4 separate regions of the Mus musculus genome follow, and all the other regions are linked to region 1. Evidence: chromatin contacts called from public HiChIP or PLAC-seq and promoter capture Hi-C data. All regions are on one chromosome and are shown on one strand. Each heading gives the region's core, a stretch centred on a gene start, on an enhancer-like site or on the middle of the called end of the contact. The rest is flanking DNA. Distances are from core to core; before and after follow the strand shown.

Region 1 (2,700 bases), core at 29-2,528:
GACGATGCGCTCAGGGTGAACTAAGGAAGGAGAAGCAGTGGTACCCCCAAATCGAGAGGAAGCACGAAACAGCGCGGAGAGTTAAGGCTCAAACAATTAGAAGACCAAAGGGGCTTACATCGTGGGCGATAACCAAGCACAACCGGGATGTGAAGCCTGGGAGTTTGGGCTGGCCACAAGTTTGCCATGAGAATTAGTCCCAGTGGTCCCTTGGTGGACGCCAAGGAATTAATGCCTCTCAAAACTCAGCGGCGCCCTGGGTGGATTGCACTTCGTCCCTCCGCTTCAGTCAGGATTGATTGTGCAGGCTCCACGACAGGCTCTGGGCTCCGGGCTGCTGACACGCAGGTTCCCAGGGAGTAGTTACAGGCCTGGTCTGTACGTGCTGGTGGGTAGAAGTTAAGTTTAAACTACCGGGCAAAATAAGCATTCGGATTTCTCTGTAGAAACGACGAGCTCTTAAAGAATAATCAGTGTAGCCGGGCGGTGATGGTGCACGCCTTTAATCCCTGCACTCTGGAGGCGAGGCGGGCGGGATCTCTGAGTTCGAGGCCAGCCTGGTCTACAGAGCGAGTTCCAGGACAGCCAGGGCTACACAGAGAAACCCTGTCTCGGAAAACAAAAAAATAATCAGTGCGTACCCATTCCATATTTTCAGAAAGGAAAAAATAGTAATAAACAACGGGACGATGGAGCTGAACATCTGTCCGTGCCAGTACTCAAGAATGGGTCACTGTGTGACTCCAACTGTCCCCACGTGGGCTTTGTCTCCCCGGCCACACTGACATTCTCAACAGCAAGTGGATTATTTTGGCACTCTTTTGTCCGTCTCTCAAAGTGCCTATTACAGAGTCGGTTAGGTCCAAAAAATAAAAAATAAGATAAAAACCCAGACTTCCTGACTGACCTGGCGTCACTGAAGTTGCCTGGCTGAGAACTCCCCTTTTGCTTACTAAACTCCTGCCGAGAAGCGGAACCTGGGTCTCACTCTCCTCCACACTTCGCTTTCCTCCCGCATCCACTGAGTCCCTCTCCAGGTTCCACTAGGAGTCCAGAATAAAGCACATCTCCATCGCCGCAGGAAACGTCCGCCCGCCCGCCCGCCGGCCGCATGCGCCCCTCGCGCCTCTGCGGAGAGCCACTCGCTCACCTACGTCCCACTGCTGAGCCTCCGCCTCTGTCGCCGCCGCCTCTGTCGCCGCCGCCTCAGCCGCCGGTGAAACCCGCGAAGCCAGACGTCCGCTCGCCCTAAAGGCACTTCCGGCGCGCGCGGTGACGTCGCCCGGCGCGCCAGCCTCCGGCCCGGGGCCGTCGGGGTTTGGGGGAGTCGGAAGGAGCGCTGCACCGCGCTGCGTTCGCGGACGCCCGCGCTTTTGCGCGCCGCGGAAGGCAGCCGGAGGTGAAGCCGCCGCGGGCTCGCATCCTCTCCGCTTCGCCTCTGCGCCGAAGGTAAGCTCCCACGGCGCCGGGCCCAGGAGACGGCCGCGGCCCGGGCCTCCGCCTCGGCCTCCGCCTCGGCCTCGGCCTCGGCCTCGGCCTCGGCCTCGACCCTGACCCCAGCTCCGGCCCCAGGAACGTCCAGCCGGGGTTAGCATTTCTCAGAGTGAGAAACTGGAAACGCGACAAGCAGGTTTTGGCTAGCTAAGGCTTTTTGAATAATCCTCCTACTGGGCCAGCGGGGCGCCCTCCGGGGTGCCGGGTCCATTGTCATTCATAGGGGTTCTTAACACTTGCTGCCGACCGACGCGATCGTTTCACCTGTAATTTGCAGAGTTTTAACAGTGACGTTGATTACTAAGCACATTGATAAATATACAGGTTAATGTCCCATTCAAAGTAGGTAATCCATGTAATAGAGTGTCATTTCATGATTTGGTTGTGCACGAAATTTAAAAATCTAAAGAACTTTATCAAAATGTGAAACTACCCCAAGCTTAACAAAACCGAGTCTCTGTCGTCATGGCCTACCTATATCAGTAATCCATATATACAGACGTAGATACAGGAGTTTTTTTAAAAACAAGAACAAAAGAGGCGGGGTAGACAGGTGTCCCTTTCGGAGGTGGGCGAATCCTTGGGAAACATCTTTTCCGCTTTTACCCTAAGAAGGCGTTAAAAATAGCCTTGTGGCTTCTCCATCTCTCTAAAACCCCTCTTCAATCGCACCGCAGCCCTAAAAGGCTTAACACCCGCTGCTAGAAAAGGAATATGGTAATTCACACCCTACCCACACTGGTACTCTAATCTCTTTAAATGAATGGAGCCTGAGGAATTCTACCCTAATTAAGTCAGTGATGGTCCTTGTTTGGTTCTACTTGGAGTAAGATTCCCAATGTCTCCTTTTTTTCCGTTTTAGAAATGAGCGGTGGCTTGGCGCCAAGTAAAAGCACAGTTTATGTATCCAACTTGCCTTTCTCCCTAACAAACAATGATTTATACCGGGTAAGTTGTATGTACATCTAACTAATGGATTCTTTCTTTAGAGACAATCTGAAGCTTAAGCAAAAATACTGCTCCCTGGGAAAATTTTTAGTTGATATCTTCTGCAAATTTTAGTGGGAAATTTTTCAATTTTGTTTTAATTTCCCAAAGAGAATTTGTTGTTTGTGTGTTTTTTCGAGGCAGGGTTTCTCTGTGCCTGACTGGCCTAGAACTCACTCTGTAGAACAGGCTATCATAGAACTCAGAGATCTGCCTTCC
Region 2 (2,700 bases), core at 34-2,533, 2.9 Mb before region 1:
CCGGACAATAACCAATCGCAAGTCCCTCTGTCGCCCCCTTTTAAATCTCAACGCGGTCCGTTTGCAGTAAAGAAAAAAAAAAAAAAAAGTTCAAAAGGATCAATACTGCTCCGGACAGCGACGTCCGCGAGCTCTGGGGGGGCCGGGGCCGGGGCCGACTCCGATCCCTCTCCCAGATCTATCCATCTCCATAGGCCCTTCTTTGAGGCCTACAGCTTCTGCCTAGCCTTGAAGCCTAAGATGGCTATTTGCAGACAGGTCCTGCTTTCTTTTGTTAGCTGTAGAAAGCCAGGGCGAGCGGGCCGAGGCTGTGCCCCCGGCCGCCGGGATCATTTCGCAGCCGATTATCGATGTTAAACCTGCCCGCGCTAATTTTGAGTTGCACGAAAACTGCTCAGAGTCTGTGTGTCTCTGTGTCTCCGCCTGTGCTAGAGCGGCAGCGGCGGCGGCGGCAGCGCTGACTCGCGGGCGGGCGGGCGGGCCGCGGGCTCGGCGGGCGGCGGGCGAGCACTCCACTCGCCCGCGCTCCCCGCCGCGCCGCTCAGACCCCGCGGGGCCGGCCGGACACCGGGCAGGGCGCTCCCCGCCGCCGGGCCGCACCGCCCGCCCAAGCCCCGCGCCCGCCGCGCGCACGCGAGCCACCAGGCCGAAAACAGCCCCGCCGCCGGCCGCCTCCGTGGGCCACCGGCTGCGAGCGCCGAGAACGCCGTGTGTCCCGCCGATCGCCCCCCCGACCCCGGGCGCCTGCTCCCGGGTCGGAGCAGACTTTTCCGAGCAGGCCAGCGAGAGGGAAATACAAATTAAAACTTCCACTCACCTTCGCGAATCCGCCTAAAGTAGTGACTCTGGTGTAGAGCCCGTGAAGATCCAGCTCCTTCCCACCCACCGCAGGGATCTTCTTAAACGGCGACCTGCGGGCGACAGAAAGCCCCGCACTTGTCACCGGGACCCCGCGCCCGCGGCGGGCCCCCGTTCGCCCCGGCTCGCCCCGGCGCTGCCCCCCCGGTCCTGCTCTCACCCTCTGCTGTGGTGGAACTGCCGCAGCTCGTCCAGGAAAGCCAGTCCCTTCCTCCGCTCGTCCGGAGGCGCCTTCCCCGTCGAGTTTGCCATTATTTTGCCAAAGGAGGTCTCCCGAAAAAACCCAGATCGCGGTTCAAACGCGGCCCCCGCTCCCCGCGCTCCCTACCAGCGCCCGGAGCCCATTCCTCGGCCGGCGGTGGCGGGGCTCAGTCATGGGCCGGCGGTGGCGGCGGCGGCGGCGGCGGCGGCGGCGGCGGCGGCGCAGGGAGGGAGGAGGGAGGGGGAGGAGGCGAGGAGGAGGGGAAGGAGGGAGCGGGAGGCCAGGGGGAGCGCAGGGCCGGAGGGAGGGGAATTTCTAAAAAAGTTTAAAGAAACGGGAGCGAAACTAGAGGGGCAGGCGACGGGCGGCCGGGCGCGGAGCCGCGGGGCGAGCGCGGCCCCCACCCTGCCTCGCCGCCTCCCGCGGCCCGGCTCTGGGCCGCCTCTCAGCGCCGCCGGCCCTGGCGGCTCGGCCCGGGGACGCGATTCAACATGGTGCTGCGGCCGGGGGGCGCACGAGCCGACCGGGGGCCGGGCGAGCCGAGGCGAGGGGCCCGGGCGGCCGCAGGCCTGGGAGTTGCGGCGGCGGCGGCGGCGGCGGCGGCGCGGCGGGGCCGGGGCAGGCGGGGCCGCGTGGGGAGGGGGAGGTCTGTGTGGTGGCTTGTGGAGAGCGGGGTGACAGCGTGGATCCGGGCCGCGGCTCCGCGGGGCCCTCGCACACATTCACGCGCGGCGGCGGCGGCGGCGGCCCGGGCGTCCCCGGGCACAGGCTCCGGCGGCAGCCGAGCCGCTGCGCGCCGCCCGCCGGCCTGCCTGCCTGCCCGCCAGCCTCCCGTTCTCTGCTGCCGCCGCCACGGCCGGGCCGCCAGCGCCGCACAGCGCCCCCCGAGGGCCGGCCGCGGCACTGCGCCTGGCTCCACACGGTCGCGGCGGCTCCTCGCGGGGAACAATAGACTCGGCTCGCCCGGCTTAGGGTTCATCTGCAATGTGCAGCACATTTCACACGCACACAAAGCGGGCGGAAAGGGGGGCGGCGCGGGGAAACGGCCACTACCGGTTGTTCCGGGCTTAGGGGTGGAGGCGATGTTCGCGTCCCCGGCGGCGCCCGCCGGGCCTCCGGCCACACTGAGAAGCAGGCTCGCTCGGCGCAGCCCCGGCGGCCGCGGACGAGTCCGCTCGCCCCCTCTGGAGACGTTGCTAGCGGGAGGCGTTGGCCTCCGGGCTTCATCGTGCTAGCACGAAGCCCGCCGAGCACATGGTCCATGATGGGGCCGTAAACTCACTTTGACAAACTGTAGGATCGAATAGGCTGGAAACTGCCTGCCCTACTTTTGTGGAGCTAGAGTAAGGCTTTTCACTCGTCCTCCCTTTTTTGGTCGGTTTGGTGCACCGAACCCGGAGGTACGCAAACGGTAATCGCGCCTGTTGGGAAATAACCTCCCAACTTTGAGAATAACACTGCTTAGGTCTTTTTTTGCACTAGTATCTGAAAAAGAGGGCAAAATGTTTTTCCCTTTCAGTTTAAAAAAAAAGAAAATGTGTACATAGGGAATTCAAAATTTGTATCTTTTTTTTTTTTTAGTACCACTTAAATTTGCATTTACCCGGGTGTTGGAGCCCTCCCCGGTCTGCAAATGTGGA
Region 3 (2,700 bases), core at 105-2,604, 2.3 Mb before region 1:
AAGGGATCTTTATAATAAGTACAGTATTTATTCGGTGTCAGTAAAGTAACCAACTCATTGAGATGAATTGAAACAATAGCAACAAATTGTACTTGTGGTGTGTGTGGTGTGTGTGTGTGTGTGTGTGGTGTGTGTGGTGGGTGGGGGTGGGGTGGGTGGTGTGTGTGAGGAAGCCAGAGGACAATGTTTGGAAGCCAGTTCTCTCCAACCACGTGGATTCTAGAGATCAAACTTAGGTCACTCGGCTTGGTGGCAACTGCTTCTATCAACTGAACCATCTCGATGATCCCCCAAAGAAGGACATTTAGCTTTCTAACCCGGCAACTCAAAATAGGCATTTAAGTAAATGGAAACCAAGCCCAACTTATTTTTAGGGGCAAGGAGTAGAACTATACATTTGACTCCAACTTTGCAGATACTCTAATGAAGTCTTATCCTAAATAAATCTGTCTAAATTAGGGAAGGAGAGTAAGTGTTAATTGGAATCACAGTTTTAACACTCCATCGATAGTTTCCAAAATGGGAAGTTTTTAAAGCCTTGTAGTTAAAGGCCTGCCTCCCCCTCCCTCCCCCTCGCCCTCTCCCTTTTTCTCCCTTCCTCTTTACCCCACCCCTCCAATATGCTTTTTGTTTGCCCAGTCTCCCACTGGCATTAGTTAGGGAATAAGATTAAAAAAAAAGAAGAAAAAGAAAAAGAAAGAAAGAAGGAAAAGACGTCCCTTTGTAGGCATGCACACTTGTAGGTGCCTGTGGATGCCAGAAGAAGACATCTAATACGGTGGAGCTGGAGTTTCAGTGGGTTGTGAGCTGGGTGCTTGTAAGCGAACTCAGGTCCTCTATTAAGAGCAGCAAGCATAGCTAACCACTGAGCCACCTCTTCAGCCCCAAGCGCTGCTTCTTTAGATCAAAACCGATTACATCATCTCTTCTAGACTGCAGGTGTGGCCACCTTCCTCCAGAATCCTTAAAACAGATCTTATAAAACCTGAGATGATTCACTGGAAACGGAGTTTTGCCAAATAGCCAAGAAAAACACATTTCCTTTCTTCTTAAAACAGAGGCGCCCATAAAACCTGCAAAATGAGTTATCACTGGTACTAATATCAACGTTTTCGAGTCTCCCTGATGACAACCACGCTTCAGCGACCAAGTACATGTACCCTGGAGCTCATGATAACCAAAACCAGAGGGCCCAGGACTCCAGCAGCAGGGTCAAGGCTTGGCAGGCAGAGTGGCAGCGCCCCTTTTCCGTCCCCTCCACGCCCACCTCCTCAGCAAGAGTCCCCTCCCCTCGCTGGAGCCCAGACTCTCATTGCCTTCATTGTTGGCCGCATCTGTCACTTTGTGGGCAGGATGACATGAATGGATGGGCCGGACACACCTTCCATCCCAGTCCTGAAAACCCTGTCCGGATCTGCAGACCGTTCCCGGACGCTGCCAGAGGAGCCGCTGAGGGCCAAGGACTCACCCCTCAGCCCCGATCCTGTCCGCGCCCTGTCCCTGTCCCTTCGCACTCGCTCTCCACGGCTCCCCGGGCAGCGGGCGCGCACCATGCTGCCCAGCGCTGTGGCCGCCCAGGCCGGAGCCTACTGGGATGTGGTGGCGTCCTCAGCACTCTTCGGCCTTCCTGCGCCCGGCTTTGGCAGTCTGGGCAAGAGTTTCCTGATCGAGAACTTGCTGCGCGCAGGGGCCGGGCCCACGCACGCACCCCCGCCCCCACGCCCAGCGCCCGGTCCTGAGTGTCCGCAGCTGCGGCCACTGCCTGCCAGCCCAGTGCCGCTCAAGCTGTGCCCGGCCGGACCCTTTGGTGTGCGCTGGGCCTTCCAGATGCCCCCTGGCCGGGCTCCGGGGGAGCGGGACAGTGCCTTCCAGCCCTCAGCCCCAGGTGAGCTTTGGTCGAGGGGAACCTCGGCCCAGGAGACCCTTAGTTCTGGAGAACCTGGACCAAGGGGAGCCTCAGTTCAGGGGAGCCCTGAACCAGGGGAACTTCAGTCCAGGGAAGCCTTAGCCCTGGGGAGCCTCGATCTGATCTAGAGGAGGCGCAGCCCAGGCGAACTTCAGTCTAGGGGATCCTCAGTCTGGGAAAGCCTCAGCCCAGGGAAGCCTTGCTTTCAGGTGGTCCTCAGTCCAGAGAGAGCCCTGTTGCCAGCACAGTCCCCACCTGTGAGCCCCTCACAGCACGAGTGCTGACCTGGGTGGCCCACTGCAGAGGACTGAACTGGGGTGCAGATGCCGTTTCTGGACACTAGTTCTGATTCCTTTCCTCTCCACCCCATCCCATCCCGCACTCCTTCCTAGCATCCTCCCTCAACAGGTTGACTGGGCTACCTGGGCAGTTTGATCACAGCGGGTTAGCTGGGGGGTGGTGGGTGGGGGGTAGGGGGTGGGGGATTTGAGGTTTCTAGCTGACTGGCTCCTGTTTCCAAAGTTAGCATCCTCTCTTCTGCGGGAAAGTTGCTGGCAGGGTGGTGCTGCGGACTTTGCTGGCGGAGACCTCGCCGCTGGTTTGATAGGGCTCTAATGATTTGAAAAAGAGTTGCGCAAACTTTGGACTTTCCTTGCTTTCACAGTTTGGTGTACACTAAGGTGTAAAGTAATCAAGGCCTACGCTTGCATCAGGCTGAGATAGCTGACAAATGTTGAATTGATAACTAAATGAGGAAGTTCACATATAAATAGGAATTTACCGAAAGAAGGGCA
Region 4 (2,700 bases), core at 193-2,692, 2.4 Mb before region 1:
ATTTTATCAGAGCATCAGAAACAAATCCAGGGCAGGACTCTTCCCTGTCCATTTAGAACTTAATATGTAAGAATTCATAAAACTCTTTATTAGTAAAGCAAACAACAGGTCACACACAGGCTATCTCTAACACAAGTCTGACAGTGAACCCTAAAGTTTACTTATTCACAGAATTAATTTTTTAAATTAAAAATTGACCCAGTACCCCATACACACAGCCACACATAAAACCAACCAGGTGTGTGTCTCAGCTCTATCCAACAGTCAGGGTGCGCTGCCTGTGCACTTAACCACAAACGCCTAATTTCCCTCTATTAAACCAAGGAAGACCATTCTGCCCTTCACAGAAACCTCCCTTCATCTATCTGAACTCAGAATTCAAGCAGGCCAGAGGAGAGACCCTGCAAGGAAGATTTGTGCCAGGGAGAAACTGAAAAAAAGCAGGAGGGTGCAGGAGCAAAGCCACCTCGGAGAACACAGTCATCAAGACGTGAGAGACAGACACCTGGCCATGCCAGCTAAGGAATGACACCAGTCTCCATGAGGCAAGGAAAAGGTTGAGAGTCATGCATGACTCATCAGATGCAAACAGTTTACTACAGAATGCTGGTTTTGACTAAAGGGCTTCTCACAAACACTGAGGGGATGTCCACTTCTCATGATGTAAAATACAGAAGGGAGCTTTTCAGCCACATGCTCTGGGATTAAGGCATCCACACCAAGCCTGGACAGCGTGCCATTTTCACTACGTCAGCATCAGGAAGCTCAAGGTCACGAGGCCCCTGGGAGCTGCTTCTCAAAGGATCTGTCAGCTGCCAGATCCACATGTCTGCCTACCACCAGGAGGGATATGACTTCCCCACATCCTAGAAAGCACTGGGTCTTTTTCAGGTGGCGGGCTGAAGCTCAGCCTCTCTCTCATACCATACCCCTTTCACCATCTTATATCCAACAGTCCTAACATGACCGAAGAAGGACAGCGAAAATAAAATAACAGTCAGACGCAAGATTTCAGGCACCACCAATGTGGCAGTCCCACCTGGGACACATCAGAAATGATTAAATCCACTAAGGGACACCAAGCCAGGCAGGCATCCCCCCCCCACCCCCCACACACACACCCCAGGTCTACCTCAAGCAGGAGGCAGGTAGCACCACATTGGACAAGGCTTCTAAAGACACAAACCAGAGCCAGATTGAACCAGAGGCCCTAAGCCGAGGAAAAACATTTCCAAGCAAGGAATATGGACACATGGGGGAATTCGGTGGGAGGCAGGCAATGGCATCAGAGCTCAAGGCCATTGCTAGGCTATTGCTAGGCTCCTGGGGAATGCTGAGTGCTTCAAGGCTTCTCACAGAGAGCCAGAATTAGTTCCTCTGACTGGGGTGTGGCCCTGCTAAGAATTGGGACTCAGGAGCTAGCTCTAGGGGGAGTGTGGATGGGGGCTGTAATTTGATTCAGGCAGTTCCTAGGCCTCCATAACTCAGGCAGTGAATGACTAATCAGCCTTAAGAAATCATGAGTCACGCGGCAGGGAAAGCAACGCCAGCGCCAAGTAACTTCTCTGAGAACTGGGAACCCACGGGCTTGGACAAACACTGTGGAATATTATATCTGGGGCCAACGGTAAGTCCTGCCTCCTCTCTTGGTGCAGGTCAGTTTTAGTTTTGGGTTCTTAGAGCTCTTTAGTTACCAGATGAAGGCTAAGAATATCTGTCCGAAACATGCCTTAGTCAAAATGCCAGCAAGTGCTGACCTTTTGGAAAAATTAATTATTATACTTGACATTCTTGTGTGGAAGGAACAAACCCGCATGTATTTCTCTATGGATTGCTGTTGCACCCAGCAGCCTGGGCACTCAGGGACAGCGTATGAAGTGACTCTGAGTTTGGATTCAGACAGCAAAGCAATTAAAATGAGTACAGTTTGCCTGTACCCACCTCCCCAACTTAAAGTCAGTTAACTTCCTAGTATAAGCAAAAGCATTGTGTGAGCGGTGGATACAACCACAAAAATAACTAAAAGAAAAATAAAAAAGTAAGAAAGAGAAAAAAAGAAAAAAAAAGAAAGGAAGAAATCTGACTTTAAATAGAATGAAAAGGTAGCGTTAGGTAGCATGTTAAGATTTAACCAAAAAAAAGGTCTTTTCCAGATATTCTTGTAGTTCAAATACACTGGACTAATGGGAATAGATAACCACACTAGATTAATCTCCAAAAAAATACCACGTGACATGAAAAGGGGCAAGCATAAAAGATTATTATACTCTACTTTGTTCTATTTGGGTCAATTCCAACAGCTGGCACCCTCAGTTTACAGAAGAGGTCTTCAAACTGTTCCCCTGAACTGAGAAAAGAAATGAGGGATGTGGGGTAGGGGTGGGGGTGGAGGGGCGTGGCCTCCACCTGAGTGTGGGTGGCAGTCAGACCCAGGATCTGCCAAGCTTTACAGTTTACATCGCATATCACTCACTATATGAAGTGAACTTTAAAAATCTAATCAAGAGCATCCGTAGAGTGGGCTCCTATCAGACAAAAGCATGGCAGAAGGCAGCATCAGTCTCTCACACTCCCTCGAGTTCACCCATCAAGAAGACTCCCGTTTGGCCAGGAACCACAAGTAAGGTGAGATGCCATTCTAGGATGTACAACCTAACACAGAATCTCAAGCGAGAGGACTCTTGTTTATAACAGTCAATG

The links. Promoter capture Hi-C pulls out the DNA fragments that hold promoters and counts their contacts. HiChIP or PLAC-seq counts read pairs in DNA pulled down with a chosen protein or histone mark. Capture Hi-C pulls out chosen DNA fragments and counts their contacts.
Region 2: a promoter capture Hi-C map of liver shows a contact between it and region 1, with 2.8 times the contacts expected there. The contact joins the promoter of Arid2 here to the promoter of Zcrb1 in region 1. A contact is called at or near these places in 4 of 39 promoter capture datasets (the 3T3-L1 cell line, the C10 cell line, hippocampal neurons and 1 more), 2 of 484 Hi-C or Micro-C datasets (B cells and embryonic stem cells), 4 of 115 datasets of contacts at active chromatin or transcription factors (astrocytes, bone marrow-derived dendritic cells, embryonic stem cells and 1 more) and 1 of 9 other capture datasets (liver).
Region 3: a promoter capture Hi-C map of embryonic stem cells shows a contact between it and region 1, with 3 times the contacts expected there. The contact joins the promoter of Dbx2 here to the promoter of Zcrb1 in region 1. A contact is called at or near these places in 1 of 39 promoter capture datasets (embryonic stem cells) and 1 of 115 datasets of contacts at active chromatin or transcription factors (astrocytes).
Region 4: a contact with region 1 is called in an H3K27ac HiChIP or PLAC-seq map of embryonic stem cells, with 14 times the contacts expected there. The contact joins the promoter of A130051J06Rik here to the promoter of Zcrb1 in region 1. A contact is called at or near these places in 2 of 115 datasets of contacts at active chromatin or transcription factors (embryonic stem cells and large pre-B cells).

The regions. Positions count from the first base shown.
Region 1 is chr15:93,396,912-93,399,611 of GRCm38.p6, reverse strand. It overlaps Zcrb1 (zinc finger CCHC-type and RNA binding motif 1), which reads left to right and starts at 1,278. Exons shown (of 8, transcript NM_026025.3): 1 at 1,278-1,449; 2 at 2,357-2,442. The coding sequence starts at 2,359. Pphln1 (periphilin 1) reads right to left here and starts at 1,262. Exons shown (of 9, transcript NM_175363.4): 1 at 1,151-1,262.
Region 2 is chr15:96,286,105-96,288,804 of GRCm38.p6, reverse strand. Arid2 (AT rich interactive domain 2 (ARID, RFX-like)) reads right to left here and starts at 1,283. Exons shown (of 21, transcript NM_175251.4): 1 at 1,019-1,283; 2 at 818-911. The coding sequence starts at 1,110. It overlaps Gm38469 (spidroin-2), which reads left to right and starts at 1,407. Exons shown (of 3, transcript XM_011245785.3): 1 at 1,407-2,700. The coding sequence starts at 1,552. The coding sequence ends at 2,295.
Region 3 is chr15:95,653,425-95,656,124 of GRCm38.p6, reverse strand. Dbx2 (developing brain homeobox 2) reads left to right here and starts at 1,354. Exons shown (of 4, transcript NM_207533.2): 1 at 1,354-1,885. The coding sequence starts at 1,363. It overlaps Gm31690 (predicted gene, 31690), which reads right to left and starts at 1,649. Exons shown (of 3, transcript NR_168499.1): 1 at 1,469-1,649.
Region 4 is chr15:95,803,203-95,805,902 of GRCm38.p6, reverse strand. A130051J06Rik (a long non-coding RNA gene) reads left to right here and starts at 1,442. Exons shown (of 2, transcript XR_875618.2): 1 at 1,442-1,627. All of the region lies in intron 1 of Ano6 (anoctamin 6), which reads right to left.